Regions from separate parts of the Zea mays genome. Here region 2 is linked to region 1. A link is a contact called in public Hi-C data. All regions are on one chromosome and are shown on one strand. Each heading gives the region's core, a stretch centred on a gene start, on an enhancer-like site or on the middle of the called end of the contact. The rest is flanking DNA. Distances are from core to core; before and after follow the strand shown. Region 1 holds the start of LOC541895 (tonoplast intrinsic protein 2). Region 2 holds the start of LOC103627509 (F-box protein At5g51370-like).

The links. Hi-C and Micro-C count contacts between places; a contact is called where the count stands out from the background.
Region 2: a contact with region 1 is called in a Hi-C map of endosperm, with 2.8 times the contacts expected there. The contact joins the promoter of LOC103627509 here to the promoter of LOC541895 in region 1. A contact is called at or near these places in 2 of 25 Hi-C or Micro-C datasets (ear and endosperm).

What each region holds. Positions count from the first base shown.
Region 1 is chr5:196,241,624-196,245,451 of Zm-B73-REFERENCE-NAM-5.0, forward strand. LOC541895 (tonoplast intrinsic protein 2) reads right to left here and starts at 2,097. Exons shown (of 2, transcript NM_001111561.1): 1 at 1,904-2,097; 2 at 911-1,789. The coding sequence starts at 2,030. The coding sequence ends at 1,164.
Region 2 is chr5:196,466,795-196,470,622 of Zm-B73-REFERENCE-NAM-5.0, forward strand. LOC103627509 (F-box protein At5g51370-like) reads right to left here and starts at 2,142. Exons shown (of 2, transcript NM_001416248.1): 1 at 671-2,142. The coding sequence starts at 1,848.

The sequences.
Region 1 (3,828 bases), core at 847-3,346:
TGGCCCGCCTAAGTACAATTACGATAAAAGAAAGGATATGTATAGGCTAGAGTTGTTGTTTGACGTTTCAATCCAGCTTCATCAATGCACTTCTCGGACCGAGAAAGTGGCTCTGCATATTGAATCTATTAAAGTCCGATTCGTATCATTTAGCTCAATAAAAGGAATGAGAGATATTTCAATAAAAATAGAAAAATATCGGAAAGGAAAAATACTTCTAACATGAACTGAAGATAGGGCACTTGCTATATCTTGACTCTACCGCGGATCCCATCCCTGAATCACCGGCGAGTCGCTCCTCTTGCCCAGCCATGGACGCAAGGTTCCTGGCGCCTGAAGATGAACGCGCCGATGACTGCGGTAGATAACTGTGACTGAGTCGAACCGTTCTTTGGGCCTTGGGCTGTGATTTTGGGTTCGCACCGTATATGGGCTTTAGTTTACATATATTGCCTGGTGGGTGCCTATCGTAGTCTGGAGTTGCCTTCCGCCTTCCGCGATTGTCAGCTCCGTTCCTCTTGATGGGGACGCTTCGTGTTTCCTCGCCGATGTGGTCCAGCCGGCGATCGTCAACGGGACAACGGATCAGCCAGTCATTAGACGAACTACTGGCACCTGTGGCCTCGCATCTGCTCCCAACTCCCGCAACCCTCTGTACCAATGGCATGGCACGACAAGATATATTAATTTCGCTATAGTACTTTGATTTTTCCCCCCCGTCCGCCACTGGTATATGTGCTGACTGTTCTTTTTAAAAGCGCGAAGAGTCGACGTGACGTGCCTGTGTGTAGTGGAACTGTGGAAGTTTGCGCGCGCAGGCAGATTCTTGATTGCCACAGTCACGATTTAAGGGCAGACGAAGTGGATACAAACCGTAAAAGGAGCCAAGAATTCCATGCATAAACGAAGTCGAAACGAAAATCACCTGTTTTTTCCCACTCCAAGGCGATCGAAAACGGCAGATCGGATGAGATCTTTACATCGATTTTACCCCGAAAAAAGAAGGGAAATGAATACAAGGACGGAATGGAACAGACCAGGACGACACACATCATTGGCACGTTACATAACGTGATGAAATGAAGAGCAAAGCAAATGACGACGCCGATCGAAACGCGCGCCTGCGTTGGATGAGCTGAATCCAGACGAACGGAGCACACTACTTAGGCGTAGTCCTGGTCGGCGACCTGCTGGTAGGAGCCGCCGATGAAGACGTCGCCGTAGACGAGGCCAGCGAGTCCGCCGCCGATGAGCGGGCCGACCCAGTAGACCCAGTTGCCGGCGAAGTCGGCCGCGGCGACGGCGGGGCCGAAGGAGCGGGCGGGGTTCATGGAGCCGCCGCTGAAGGGCCCCGCGGCGAGGATGTTGGCGCCGACGATGAAGCCGATGGCGATGGGCGCGATGGTGCCGAGGGAGCCCTTCTTGGGGTCGGCGGCGGTGGCGTACACGGTGTAGACGAGCGCGAAGGTGATGACGATCTCGAACACGACGCCCTCCAGCTCGGTGGTGCCGCCGGAGACGCCGTGGGTCGGGATGGCCTTGCCGTGGGTCACGAACCTGAGGAGCAGGCACGCCACGGACGCGCCCAGCAGCTGGGCCACCCAGTAGAAGAGGCCGGTGAGGACGGTGATGTGGCCGCCCACGGCCAGGCCGAACGTCACGGCGGGGTTCAGGTGGCCGCCGGAGGTGTTCGCGGCCACGGAGACGCCCACGAAGAGGGCCAGCGCGTGCGCCACCGCGATCGCCACCAGTCCCGCAGGGTCCAGCGCGCCGCCATTCGTCAGTTGCCCTGCACGCACGCGCGTGGACAAGCCAATCGTTCAGCTCCAGCAGCATGCGTTGCTGACATGAGCCGCACAAAAGTCGTCAATGGTTTAACTAACAACCATGCATATATACTCACCGAAGGCGATGGCGGAACCCACGCCGGCGAAGACGAAGAGGAGGGTGGCGATGAACTCCGCCACGTAGGCCTTGATGGAGGTGACGCTGAAGGAGTCGCCGACGCTTCCGAATGCGAGCTTCACCATCTTGTTGCGTTGCTCTTCGCGACCGCAAGACTTGGCTGGCGCTCTGAGGCTCTGAGCTTGATATGTTGCTGCTTCGCTGATGCTGGGAGTCTATGCCCCTTTTATACACGCTCAAGGCTTAATGGGCGGCCTCAGCTTGCCGACGACTAGAGTATTATGGACGGTGTGCATAATCGCCACAGACATTTTATTTACATTTTTATAAATGGGGCGGTATATATATACTAGCTTATTATTCCATGATTGGTACTAGCTAGCCCGGCCGAGAGCAGGCGCACCAAGCTTTGTTCGGATGTCTGTTTGCGCTATTGTCATCTTTTCATGGCGTGTCCATGTGAGGGTACACCAAAGCAATGCGCCAATGACAATAATAAACGGCAAAGCCGCTAATCATTGGAGGGTACGCTATCTCTTGTGTAACGCTTAAATATTTTGGTAATGGTACGTTCGAACGGCTGCAAGTGTTGTCAGATGGGCTGTCTCGTTTGGAGGATATATATGTTATCTCAACGTCTATGTAGTTGTTCTTGCAAAATGCTAGGGGATTTGTCACAGTTGGTCAATCAGGAAACAAAAGCCGAAGGGTTTCATACTTCCATTTCAGTTGCAGCCTCGGCCGGGCGTACGTTCCTGCAGTGTGGTGCGAGAGCGCAGCAGGAGAGACGTAAGTTTTAGGATTGATTTGGTGATAAGTGAATCACGAGAGAATTGTAGATGATTGAGGAGGAAATGAACTAATTTCTCTCTCAATCCCCTCCAATCCTCCCGTGATTCTGGGCCACCAAATCAGCCCTTAGCGCTTTTATTTAGCATGGTTTATTGTTTCACTTGTACCTTGTTGTAAAGTGTAAAACGCATATTGCTCTCAAATGGTGGGAACTCGATCGCATCCATCGTCATCGGTGCTCTTTTTCTCGGCACGATGCATGCGAGACAGTTCGGAACGTTGATGGTGACGTGGACCAATGAATTGAGCGCTAGCTCTCTTCATTTTGGAGTCGGTGGCTGCAAGGATAGTAAACGCATGCGTCACGTCTGCATCAGTACAGCAATTGAAAATAAAAAAACCATGACACTATGATAGTAGTAGTACTGCATGGTAACCATCGGTGGCAACGACTTCATCAAATCATTAGAGCAAACCCTTTCGGCACCTATTTTTGTATTCTTTAACAACTCCATAAGCAATTTGGCCAGTCAGTATTCCCCTTTCGATTTCAAGGAGGCTTTCTCAACTTCAGAGAGAGAAAAGTTGAAACCTGTGACCGATGAGTAAAAGTAAAACATCACTAGCGCGCGCATGATATGCAAAATATATTTGTCATCTAATTCGTTTGTTCCATGCCATAATAAAGCATATAGAATTTGGTTATCAATTTGTTCGAGAAAGAGTTTTTATAAGAATGCTTGAGATTGATTTTGTTTATTCAAAGAATGAGGTGGTTGGCTGATTTACTAAAGCTTTATTCGTAAGATTAGTAGAGAATTCGATCTAACCATAATCTAAACCTAGAGAAGATTAAGATTGAGGGAGAGGCTATTAAGAGATAATGTATAGGACGGTTCCGGTTCTAAGATAAGAGTATAAGACTATAATATAGTTTAAATGCATAGTATCTTATATTTATCTAGTACTTTCAAAATTGGATCATATATATATATATATGTACGCTATTATGACGAGCCGTTCTGAATACAGCAGATAAACACATAACACACGCACACCCGAGTTTAAAGTGTCAACGAGTCTTTCGAGCACCTCTATACCTTCTCCTTGTTTTCTTTTTGTTAACATCTA
Region 2 (3,828 bases), core at 892-3,391, 230 kb after region 1:
AATCTGCATTAAACATGAGGTTATGGATACCAGTGCTATAATGAACAATATTCATAAGGTATGTCAGTGAGTTGGTTGTAAAAAAGTTGTTGAACAATGACAAAATCACATCATCCAGGAAATTAAAAGCTCTACTAGATGCATTATTGGGATGATGGTGCCCGTCTGTGCTATTGAAATGTATCTTTTCTTCTCCTGTCCGACAGAGAGCACACAGATTTGTACTTGAACATCAAATGCGTAGCTACAGTGATTGTAACAAGATCACACAAAGGTACATCATCATCAGTAATCATAATATCATATAAAATCTGCTAGAAAAGACTATCTATTAGTGAGGATGCTAGAAAGCTCGTAAAAAGAATTACACTCCATAGTCCCAAACCAGAAATGGTGACTGCGTACATTGAGGGGCCCATGGTAGCTAGCAATCAGACTCATGACCTGAGCCTGACATCTGACACCTGATGCTAGAGCACTCAATCGTCATGTAGAGTCCATGTGAATATGTGATATTATTTGTTGCCAGCATGTCACAATCACAGAATGAGCATAAATCAGGAATAAACTAAACAGTCAAAAGCTAAAACTGTCCCCATTATGCAATCATTGGAACTGTATCAAGAAACTCTTTAAGAAAGGGGATTGGTGGTTACTGGTTCTAGTGTACCTGCATAGGCCAGCCAAGGCAAACATATCATCTTCAAGCCCCCAGCAATTCTGGAACTGTATCTCACGGGCTCCCTCACAGACCAAAAAGAGGGCGTGGAGGGCGCTACGGTCACGCAGCTGGCACCGATGCAGCTGCAGGCTCTCGAGCGTGAGACAAGCACCAAGGTGTTCCGCTGGGCCAGGGTCGTCGTCGATCCTACTGCAACTCTGCAGCCGCAGGGTCTTGAGATTCCCACAGAAGGCTAGCGCGGCAAGCCACCCACCGTCCATCCTGTGGTCAGCGATGGTGAGCTCCTCAAGCATCGCACAGCAGCGCCCCACAGCCGCGATGCCGTCGTAGCTCCCCTCGCAACCCTGAAGCTCCAGCTTGACCAGCCGCTTGCATCCATGGGCCAGGATGGTGAGGCCGATGTCAGTGACGCCGCCGCCCTCGGCGGTGCCGTAGAGCGCGGGGGACGCGGCGACAATGCGGAGGATCTGGAGGTGCGCGAAGGCGGAAACCGGGCGGAGGGCGAGGTCGGTGCAGCGGTGGAGCTCGAGCTCCTGAAGCGTCGGGCATCCGACAGCGATGGCCATGAGCCCGCCGGACTCAGAGGCGGCGGTGGCCGAGAGGCGGCTGAGGTTGGGGAAGCTAGCGGCGACGGCGGCGAGTCCCCGGTCGAGCGCGTCGTCGTCGATGAACCGGCAGGCGCCGAGCGGCGGGTCTGCGCTGGTGTCTAGGGTTAGCGAGACCACGCCGCAGGTGAGAAGCGGGGAGGCAGCGGCGCCGTGGGGCACCGCCGTGGTGGGCGCGGCGATAGAGGCCGGGAACAGGTCGAGGTCGGCCAGGTCCGGGAAGCGGTATGGCAGTCGGTGCGCGACGAAGGCCCAGTCCCGCACGGCGAGGCGGCGGCGCAGGCGCCCCGCGAGGCGCGTCCACCGCCTGCAGACGAGCGAGGCGGCGCCCGTGAGCTGGGGCTCAGGGAGGCAGGCGAGGACGCGGAGGAGAAGCACGTCCGGGAGCGCTAGGGTTTGGTCGGCCTCGAGCGGCGGCGGCTGGGGCGCGGCGGCCATGGCCGCGGTGGAGAGCGCGCGGAGGCCGGGCTTGTCCCCCACCAGCCACAGGTCAGGCCAGCCCTTGAGCACCTGGCGCTGACCGCCGAGGTCGCCGAGGCAGCGGCCGCCGGGCTCAGGCATCTAGCGCGCCCGCTCGGTTCCAACGGTGTGGCGCGGGCGCGGAGCCGCGCGGCCGCATGGGCCCCCGCCCGGTGCGTGCAGCGGGGGCCGGGGGCGGCGCTCTGATTTGGGTTTCGGAATTTCGGAGGCGCGGCGTGCGGGGGATCTGAGGTTTGGAATGCTGGAGGTGGGAGGCTGGAGGTTTTGGGATTTGGAAATTGGCGTTGCCCTGCCGCTGGGCTTGACGGCCTCAAGCGCGGGGGGAGCGGCGCGGGCCGGGGTGTTGGCGAGTTCGGAGTTCGGACGCGAGAGTGTGCCGTTGGTGTGGCGAAACTCGGTGGGGTGGAGAGCGTGTGGTGGTGGACCGGTGGGGAAGCCAACCATTTTGTCTTGTCTCGGTGTGCAATGCAAGGCGGGTCTCCTCTGTTCTGTTCGTGGCGTTGCGACTCGAAGACTATTCATTTGTTTTTAATTCTTCTAATATTTCTAGAGTATTTTTATCTCTACAGATCCTAACTGCAGCAGTCAGACAGTTGAATTTAGGAGTGTTTAATTTGATAAATCATTTTATTTAAATTAAGGTGATGCATTATAGGTACTAACTAATTATAAGAAATAAGATGCTGATAGATCAATTCATTTTATTCCACAAATCAAACAAAAATAATGAGAAATAAGAAGATAATAAACTAGCTCATTTCTTAAATCAAACACCCCGTTAATAAAAACGAACAGCCCTTCGCCCCCTGGCGCGATTCTCATTTCTTGAGTTTCTGGCTGCAACCTGCAACTGCAAGAAATGGATCGCTTCCTAGTTTCTTCCGTTCAAGAGCTGTCAATGTTGATCGTTGTTTTGCCTTCGCCTATTGAGACTGCGAGGGGCTTGAAATATTTACTTCATCCGTTCTATATCCACTATAATTTCAGGAAAAAAATCTAACTCTAAGTTTTTCCCCAAAACACAATAAAATAGATATGTTCACATAAATACAGGATAAACAAACATACCATATATCATTTAATATAATAATCAAATAGTATAAAGTGCATTTCAAACTGATTAAATTTGGGGGGGAAATATTTGAATAAAATTAAAACAACTTATAACTCAAATGCATGGAGTGTTTGATTAGATACCTATTGTTTTGGAAGTGGTAGGTTCAATTTTCAGTACCATCAAATGTGGCATCCGCACTCTTGGGTCTAGGTACTTCAACGTTAGGTTAAACTCACCTTGAATACAAAAGAGGATAAGTTACTTTAACTTTTCTTGAATTGTACGCGTTAATTCTTGCACTTTGGTCAAGATTAAGGGGGTGATTGAATCTATTTCTCTAAATTTTAGACCTCTAAAAGTTTAGGAGACTATAAGGTGGGCTTAATTAAAGCTAACTTTAAACCACTTAGGCTGCCTCCACTAGAGCAACTAAAAGGGTATGCAAAGCTATTATGGCTGCTCATATTTATTGTAGCTCTATGCATCTTCCATTTAACAAAACAGGCAAACAGAGCAGCCAAATACCATGGCAAGTGAGAGAAAATCTATAATGGTATGTAAATTGGTGGGTCATTCTTGTCAGTGCGTATAAGGTTAGCTATGTTTGTTGTAAAGTTGGAAAGAGTTGTATTGTAGATGGCCAACTAAAGTACCTACGCCAGCCAACACATTGAATGCCTGCTTCTTTTAGCTATCGCCTTTTGGAGGCAACCTTATTTAGAAGTTTAGCACTAAAAATTTAGAGAAGAGAATCTAAGCATTAACTAGCTTATTTGCATTTTTTAATTCAAACAAATTAAGTGCTTATCTGCAATCTAAGTTGTTTGGTAGTCTGTGCATTTTTAGATTTGTAGAGGTTTTTAGGGCGTGTTTGGTGCTTTGCACCCATCCTGGCTTGGCCAGCGGTCACGAAGAAACCAGACGTTTAGCTTACTGTAATAATGCTAGGGCTTGGTTGACGACACACAAAACGCACCACCAAGCATGGCTCATAGAAAACGCAA